Regions from separate parts of the Columba livia genome. Here region 1 is linked to region 2. A link is a contact called in public Hi-C data. All regions are on one chromosome and are shown on one strand. Each heading gives the region's core, a stretch centred on a gene start, on an enhancer-like site or on the middle of the called end of the contact. The rest is flanking DNA. Distances are from core to core; before and after follow the strand shown.

Region 1 (3,612 bases), core at 298-2,797, 78 kb before region 2:
CCCATCCCTCCGCACCCACCGCCGCTCCTCGGCAGCAGCGAGGGACCAGCCGGGAGCCTCGACAAAGGGAAGCGCCGTCGGCGGAGCCGCTCAGCGCGGTCTCCATTTCCAAATGAATATCGACAGCGCTAATTACAGGCCGCCATGCAGACAGCTTATTAGCTCGTCACAAAAAGACGGTATTGAACTCCGAGCCCGCGGTATTCACAGAGCGCAGCAAGACGCTCCCCAGACAGCACAGCGACCCAGGCAGCCGAACAACCTCCAGCAAAACTAATTACTTCCTGATTGTCTATGGCCACCCACTGGGTATAATAGTATAGACTAAATTTGGCATATACATAACTAAGCACTCGGCACCAATTTGGTGTACAATAATCATCCTCTGTGTTGCATAATTAAAATCTGATCACTTGGAATAATTATTTCATATTCCTGGGATCGGGTGAGGATTGCATAATGCGACATGGCAGGAGCACGGGCCCAGGAGCCGCTCACACACCCTGGGAAGGATGTTACAGCTCCGGGCACAGCGAGAGCCCTGCTCAGCACTGGCTGCCGCCAGCGGGTACCCATGTCCCCACAGGAAGGTGCTGTGGTGCCCCAGGGTTGTCAGTCGGCACCGGCTGCGGATGAGCTGGAATCACCTTCACTCTGCCCATCGTGGCGATGAGACGGGGCTGAGCATGGCCCTGCAAGCCCCCCCAGCAGGGGAGGATGCTGCCTGCTCAGGACAGCCTGTCCCCACGTCCCTGAGCAAACACTCTCCATATTGACCTTTCCAGGCAGGCTGCTCCCCGCTGCCCGCCCGGCCGGGACGCTGCTGCCCAACCCCATTGTGCTCACGCATCTGCTAAAGGCGTTTGGAAAGACACGGCAATAAAAAAATAAAAATCAAGTGGAACGTGTGTGTCTAATCCATTAACTTCCTTTTGCGGCTCCCCGGGGACCCGACAAGGAGGAGAAAGAATACGTGGATATTGCACGCGCCCTGGCACCTTGTCCGCGGGCCAGCCCTGCCGCTGGCCGCTGCCACGGGCTCATAAATCACGGCGGGCGACAGCGTTTCACAGCTCGCTTCCCAGCCAGGATACGGCCATTCCTGCTGATTACGCGGCCGGCGCGCCGGGGAAGCTACATCTCCAACTTCCAGGAAGGGAGGATCCGCAAGGAAAACGCATTGATAAAAAGAAGAACGAAATCAGCTTTGTTCACGTTGCGAATCTCCCATTGTTCCTGCTGCGGCCGTCAGCCCTCGCTGGAGAAAGTATTTCCTCAGCGATAAATCTCCTGGGCTCCTCGCAGCCCTCGCCTTGGCACCGGACCCTCCTCGGGTTGTTTTGAAAGAAAAAGCAGCTTTCGCCACAGCTGCCCTGTGGGATGTGCTGGGCAATTTGTGGTGTGGGTTTGGTGGATGAGGGACATCTGTGGGGTGGAGGGACGGGAGCTGGTGCCCGTCCTGGGGGTCTCAGCCCACGTTCCCATCCAGAGCCACCCCAGGGACCTGCACTGCTGCTGCCAAACGCTCCGCTCTGTTCCCATCCTGCAGAGCCCGTGTCCGACCGGGGCCACACTAATCCCAGTGCCAAAACACAGAGCTTGCCGTGGCCAAGCACATGAAATACGGGAGTCAGGCTGACAGTCGTACAAGAAAAATAGATCAAGTTTCCAAGAAAACAGAGCCGAGCTGATCTGATTTTCATCAGCATCTTCAGCCGCCTCTCAGGAAGCCTCAGCCCGCTCCTCATTCCTGCTCTCCGCTTTACAAACCACTTAATTCCTTGTTGCTTTGGAAACCCTCACAAAGACCCTCTGCATCCCCCAAAATAACGAGCAACAGATGCTGCTTTGACCTCAGCAACTTCCTGGAAACGTACATTTGTCAAAATAAAAATAAAAAGATTAATGTGAGGAAGGCTCTCAAATTATAAGGAAACAGCAGACAGAGAGCCCGGCCATTGGTAATGGCCGAGGAACCTGGGGCTAAACAAGGAGAGGGGTGCAGGACCAGGGGTCCCCAGACCGGGTGTGGGGACAGCGTGGGCTGAGCAGGCACCGCGGGGTCCCTGCCCATCCTCACTGTGTCTGTCAGGAGCAGCAGCCCACGGTCTTGCTTCAAGTCAGGTTTGCAAAATAGCTTGAGAATAAACACAAAAACGAGTGCTTTCAGCACGAAACCTGTCTCTGAGCAACCCCCATCCACAGAAGGACCACGGTGTAGCAACACCATCCGCAGCACGAGTTACACCGAGTGCGGGCTCAGTTCTCATCCCTCCCATGGTTCTCAGTTTGTAGGAGTAACTGGTTCCTTTCACAGAGTTTTAAGCCCCCTTTGCACATCCCACAGGTGGAAGAAGATGTGCAGACAACAGGTAACCAGGAACTCGTTGGTTTTGAGTGCTTGAACACCAGTAGGTTTCAACCTCCCCCTCTAGCTGTGGCCACCTAGAACGTCCCTGAGGACAAGGCTCACACGAGACAAGCGTCTGCCAGCAGCACACGATGCCACCAACAGACACAGGCTCATGACAGCCACACTGGTGAGTGACACAGTCAGTGACACAGCTCAACCCACAGCAAACCCACCCCCTGCAGCCCCAAACCCGCAGCACTCACCAGAGCCCCAGGCAGAAAGGGAGGGTCCACAGGCTCCATGCAGGTGAAACCCCTTTTCCCTCCCAGCTTTATAGGATCAGCCAGAAATGAGCTGCTGGCCTGCTGGGAGGTGGGCTGGGTGGTCCTGGGCTTTGGAGCACCTGCAGTGGGAGGGTCCTGGGCACACTGGGCATCCCCATCCCCACCCATCTCCCAGCTGCACCCGGCTTTCTGCTGTTGTGGGACAAAAAGTGACTGTGGGACCTGAGGGCCAACCCTCCCTCCCATGAGGGTGTTTTCTCCCTGGGGACCCCGTGACCCGGCTGGGGATGCACCCGTCTTGGTGAGAGGCTGCAGTGCCCCGTGGCTGCAGGACGTGGTGGTGGCAGAGGGGCAGGCACAGCCCAGCTGCTCCTCCGCCAGCGCCGCGGGGTGCACGGGGTGCACAGGTGCTGCTGTGCCGGGAATGCAAATCCTGACCCGGGCTGGGCTGGGGGCTCTGCCTTCCCCAGCACCAGCCAGGATTCCTGCCGTAGCCACGGCAACAACCATATACATTTACATATTCTTCCCGTTAATCACAGGGACATCCAGATCAACTGTCTTCTCTGTGGAGTTGTTTCCATCCCGCCATAGGAGGGCTGCGGCATTGCCCACCTCATACCCACGGCCGCTCCCCAATCCAGAGCAAGTCCTCTGTGTCCCCCCAGTGTGGGGAAAGCCCCCCAGGCCCCTGCCAGCCCCAGCTGCCCGGCCTGGGCACCGAGTTTCGGAGCCGAATGAGCTGCGGGGTGACCATTCCCGGCATGGAGGAGACCCTGTGCCCAGCGGCTCATGGGAGGTCCCGCTCAGCCACTTCACTCTCAAAAATAACATCAGGGAGTGAATAAAAGCTGGCAGGACCCAGAGGGTGCAGACGTGCCTCCCAAGCTGGAGAAAAGCTCAGCAGCCCTGCCTGCTACCAGCCAGAGCGTGGTGCTGGAGCCCATGTGTATGGCAGAGGGGAAAGAGCACAGA
Region 2 (3,659 bases), core at 642-3,141:
AGGCCCTGGCATCACACAGGAGGAGGTGGGGATGACCCTTGGGTGCCAGAACATGCTCCGTCTGCCTCAGTGCCAGCCCCCCGGTAGCCCTGGCGAGACAGTTGGCCTTGGGGCTGTTGCAATAATTTCCTGTATTGTGCAACTGAACAATTATTAAAACCTGACAAGGGGGAAGAGAGGGGGCTGAGAGCACAGGAGCAGTCTCAGAGATGGGACATCCTCAAGGGCTGCCAGGCTGAGCAGGGGAGACAAGGGAGTTTGCATTTTGCCAGGTCCCAATGCTGCAGACAACAGCACCAGGTGATAGGTGTGAACAGGGAGGGTGAAAGGTCGGAGCTGGGTCTGGAGGTGCTGAAGGGAAGCGAAAGGTGCACAGCTACAGGGTGAAGTGCTTTGCTCCCTGTGGGGCTACAACACCATGGTGCCGGTGGTGGTGGTGGGAGGGGAGACCTGACATTGCCCCACTGCTGCAGCCCCACAGGGCACAGGCGTGGGGCAGGGGAACGGGGCAGCACCTGGGTGAGTGTTTGACACCATCTCCCCATGCTCATGCTGAAACCATCCCAACACCCTGCAGAAACCCATCCGCCTATGCTGAACCAGCAGCCTACCATGGCTTTATATCTGGTGCCCATCCCCATGGATCAGCCGCTCTTTGTCTCAGGGGCCAGAGGACAGGGCAAGTGCCGGGTGTGCAGTGCCCGGAGGGACGGCGCTGCCCACAGGCAGGGGCTCAGCAGGCAAGAGCAGCTCTGGGCCCAGCACACACTGACCATATCAACTGCAGACATACAGCAGAACCTGCCCCTCGTTTCCAGTGCATATTCATCACTGGGAGGCAGCCAGTGTCCCCACCCTGTGAGAGCACATCAAGGGCCTGCTGAGCTCATCTTCATGTTCCAGCTGATGCATTTTCCCACTAAAGCTGGACCTGAGGCCCTTGTTCCTTTCTGGACACCTGCAAAAGTCGCTGGCCCTGTGTGGACACTCCCTCCCTGCTGCTGAAACCCAGGAAAGCCACGCAGCATGAGCCCCTGTCCCCACTGCACAGCCGCTTTCTGTGCAAAGCACAGGAACCGCGCACCCCCCAGCTCTGCCGGGGCTTCCTGCTGCTCTGCAAAACTCCAGATAATCTTGAAACCCTCGCAGGCCTGTGCCAGGGTCTCTGCTGCTACCGCAGAGCGGCACAGGATAGGGAGAGGAGCCACAGCTCCTGGGCTCTGGGTGCTACCAGGCTCAGAGCCATCTTGTGAGGCTGTCCCAGCCAGAGCTGCAGCCCACCGCGCTCTCGCCCACCCCAGTCACATGCAGAGCTCTCCCAACCCAATGCACTCCCCTGTGGGGTGGCCGATGCATGCATGGGCTGGCCTGATCCTGTCCCTGCTGGCAGCAAGCTGGCACCGGGGGACAAGGCAGCCAGGCAGGAAACACTCAGCGATGGTTTCACTGATAAACTCAGCTTTTCTGGTTGTTGGCGGCTGCGGACAGCCTGGCTACTGGTGCCAGCTGGGCAGCGCTGCTGGGGCAGCCTCCTGCAACACGTTGGAGGGAACTGGGCTGGGCCCACAGCCCATGGCCCTGCTGCTGCCTGAACTGTCACACGGTGTCCCAAGGCATGGGGACCCAGGCAGGGGGCTTGTGGCTCAGGGGGTGGGCATGGGAGTGCAGAGGGATGTGGGCACCAGGGAGTGGGCAGAGGGATGCTGGAGATGTGGGGACTAGGGAGACCTGGGGGCCAGAGAGTGGGGATGTTGAGGGACACGGGGCACAGGGCACGACTGGGGGTGTACGGGTGGTCACGGGGACCCCAAGGAAGGGTGCGCGGGCCGGGGCAGCCCCTCCCGGCGGGCCGGGCTGTCGGAGGCGGCCCCGTCCCGTCGGGGGCGGGAGGAGGCGCGGCGAGGGCGGGGGCGGCGGGGCCGGGCCGGGAGCGGCGACGGGACACGGCCGAACTGCCTCTCACCATGGGTGGTGGGTGTCGGGCCCGTGTCCCCCTGGCTGCGGGGCTGCGCCGGGCCGGGCTGCGGCTGCTCCTCGCCCACGCCGTGCTGCTCTGCGCCGCCGGGACCGCCGCCACCGACGGCTCCGGTACGCGGGGCGGGGGCCGGCACTGGGAGGGAGGGAGGGAGACCGGAGAACGGGTACCGGGGAGCGACGCGACATCTCACACCCGGGGAATCTGGCATCGAGGGGCCTCGGTGAGCGGGGAGGGACCCCGCTCCGGGGGATCCGGTATCGAGGGGAGCGGCCACAACCTGCACTGGGGTATCCGGTACCGCGGGGGACCCGGGGAGCGAGGGGGTCCCGGCACCAGGGGGACGGTGAGAACGAAGGGAGACCCGGCGCCGGGGGATTCGGTACTGGGGGATGCAGGGGAACCTGGTCCAGGACGGCGCCGGGGGAGGTCGGGGTGTCCGACCCAAGCCCCTGCCCAGCCCTGCGGGCCGGGCCCGCGCTCCGCCGGGTCCCCGGGGTCGGGATCGCGCCCATCGCCCCGGGCTGGTCCTCGCCCGGGATCGCGCCCATCGCCCCGGGCTGGTCCTCGCCCCGCCGCTGCGAGACCCGGCCCTGGGGCCCCAGAGCAGAGGACAGTGCAGACGGGGCAGGACAGGCAGGGCAGGCAGGGGCAGCCGGGCAGCCAGCAGGAGCTGTGGCACCGGTGGCCGGGAGCCCCGAGGTCACCGCCTGGGGCAGAGTCTCCGCAGCAGCTGGAGCTGCAGGGTTTGGCTGGTCATGCCAGACTGGAGAGTAACATCACCCATGAAAAACAAACTTCCCCTTTGCCTCCTGCTGCGGCCACGCTGAGACCACACGCAAGGGCTGGAGGAGCTGTCGCTGGCCCAAGTGTGGCTGCACGACAGGGCTGGGTTCCCGCCAAGCCCACCGCCACCCCGCAGAGGCCCGGGGCAGGACAGGTTCGCAGCCACCGCGCTGAGGAGCAGCACCTGGCTGCTCCCCATAGCATCCCAGCTGGGACAGGGATTCTTAGAAGAAAGGGGAATAGTATCCATGAATGTCGGGGCCCTTCCTTGCTCTTCCCAAACATATAGCAGGTGAAACTGCAGTTTGGGGGTAAGGATGGAGGCTGGGGGCAGCAGAGACAGCATCAGTGTCCTAAGTCATTGTTTCATTCCTGTGCCCATGTGCTCCAGCAGTTCACCATGCACCAGCACAGCTGCAATGGGCTTGGGCTGCTTGTGCATTGGGGATGTCGAGGAGTAACGCTGCTTATGGCAGGCATCCACAGAGCGTGTTGTGAAATAAAACCATGTGTGGAATCCCATCAGCTCCATCTCCAGCCCATACAGTGCAGTTTTCTCCAGGTCCTGATGGAGCATTGACTCCAGTCCCTCTTCCGAGAAATGACCTTCCTCCCTGCAGAAAAAATGCCATCCCAGCATTAAGGTCATAGCACTTTTCAGGTTTTACAGTTCCTCACTAAAGTGACACGCTCAGCAAAACCAACAGCATGTGGGCCATATCCCTCAGCAGGACTCCGGCTGCCTGCAGTGCGAATGGTGCTGATGGTGACTCTGTCTCCAGCAGCCTGCCCAGGTTTACCCACTGTGGTGGGAACTGATGTGTCCAAACCCAAGAGCTCCCAAACTGTGCACAGGGTGGGTGCACGGGGCTGAGCAGGCAGCGCGGGTGGGGACGAG

What was found. A called contact is a pair of places that touch in the nucleus more often than the background predicts.
Region 1: a Hi-C map of liver shows a contact between it and region 2, with 2.1 times the contacts expected there. The contact joins the enhancer-like site here to the promoter of PTGS1 in region 2. A contact is called at or near these places in 2 of 2 Hi-C or Micro-C datasets (crop and liver).

What each region holds. Positions count from the first base shown.
Region 1 is chr19:1,840,951-1,844,562 of bColLiv1.pat.W.v2, reverse strand. No RefSeq gene overlaps it. Among named protein-coding and RNA genes, the nearest start is that of MORN5, 13 kb to the right of the region's middle. Within about 2 kb of position 1,547, at least 1 of the 3 cell types and tissues checked has an H3K27ac peak away from gene starts, as active enhancers do.
Region 2 is chr19:1,762,819-1,766,477 of bColLiv1.pat.W.v2, reverse strand. It overlaps PTGS1 (prostaglandin-endoperoxide synthase 1), which reads left to right and starts at 1,891. Exons shown (of 11, transcript XM_065035456.1): 1 at 1,891-2,088. The coding sequence starts at 1,965.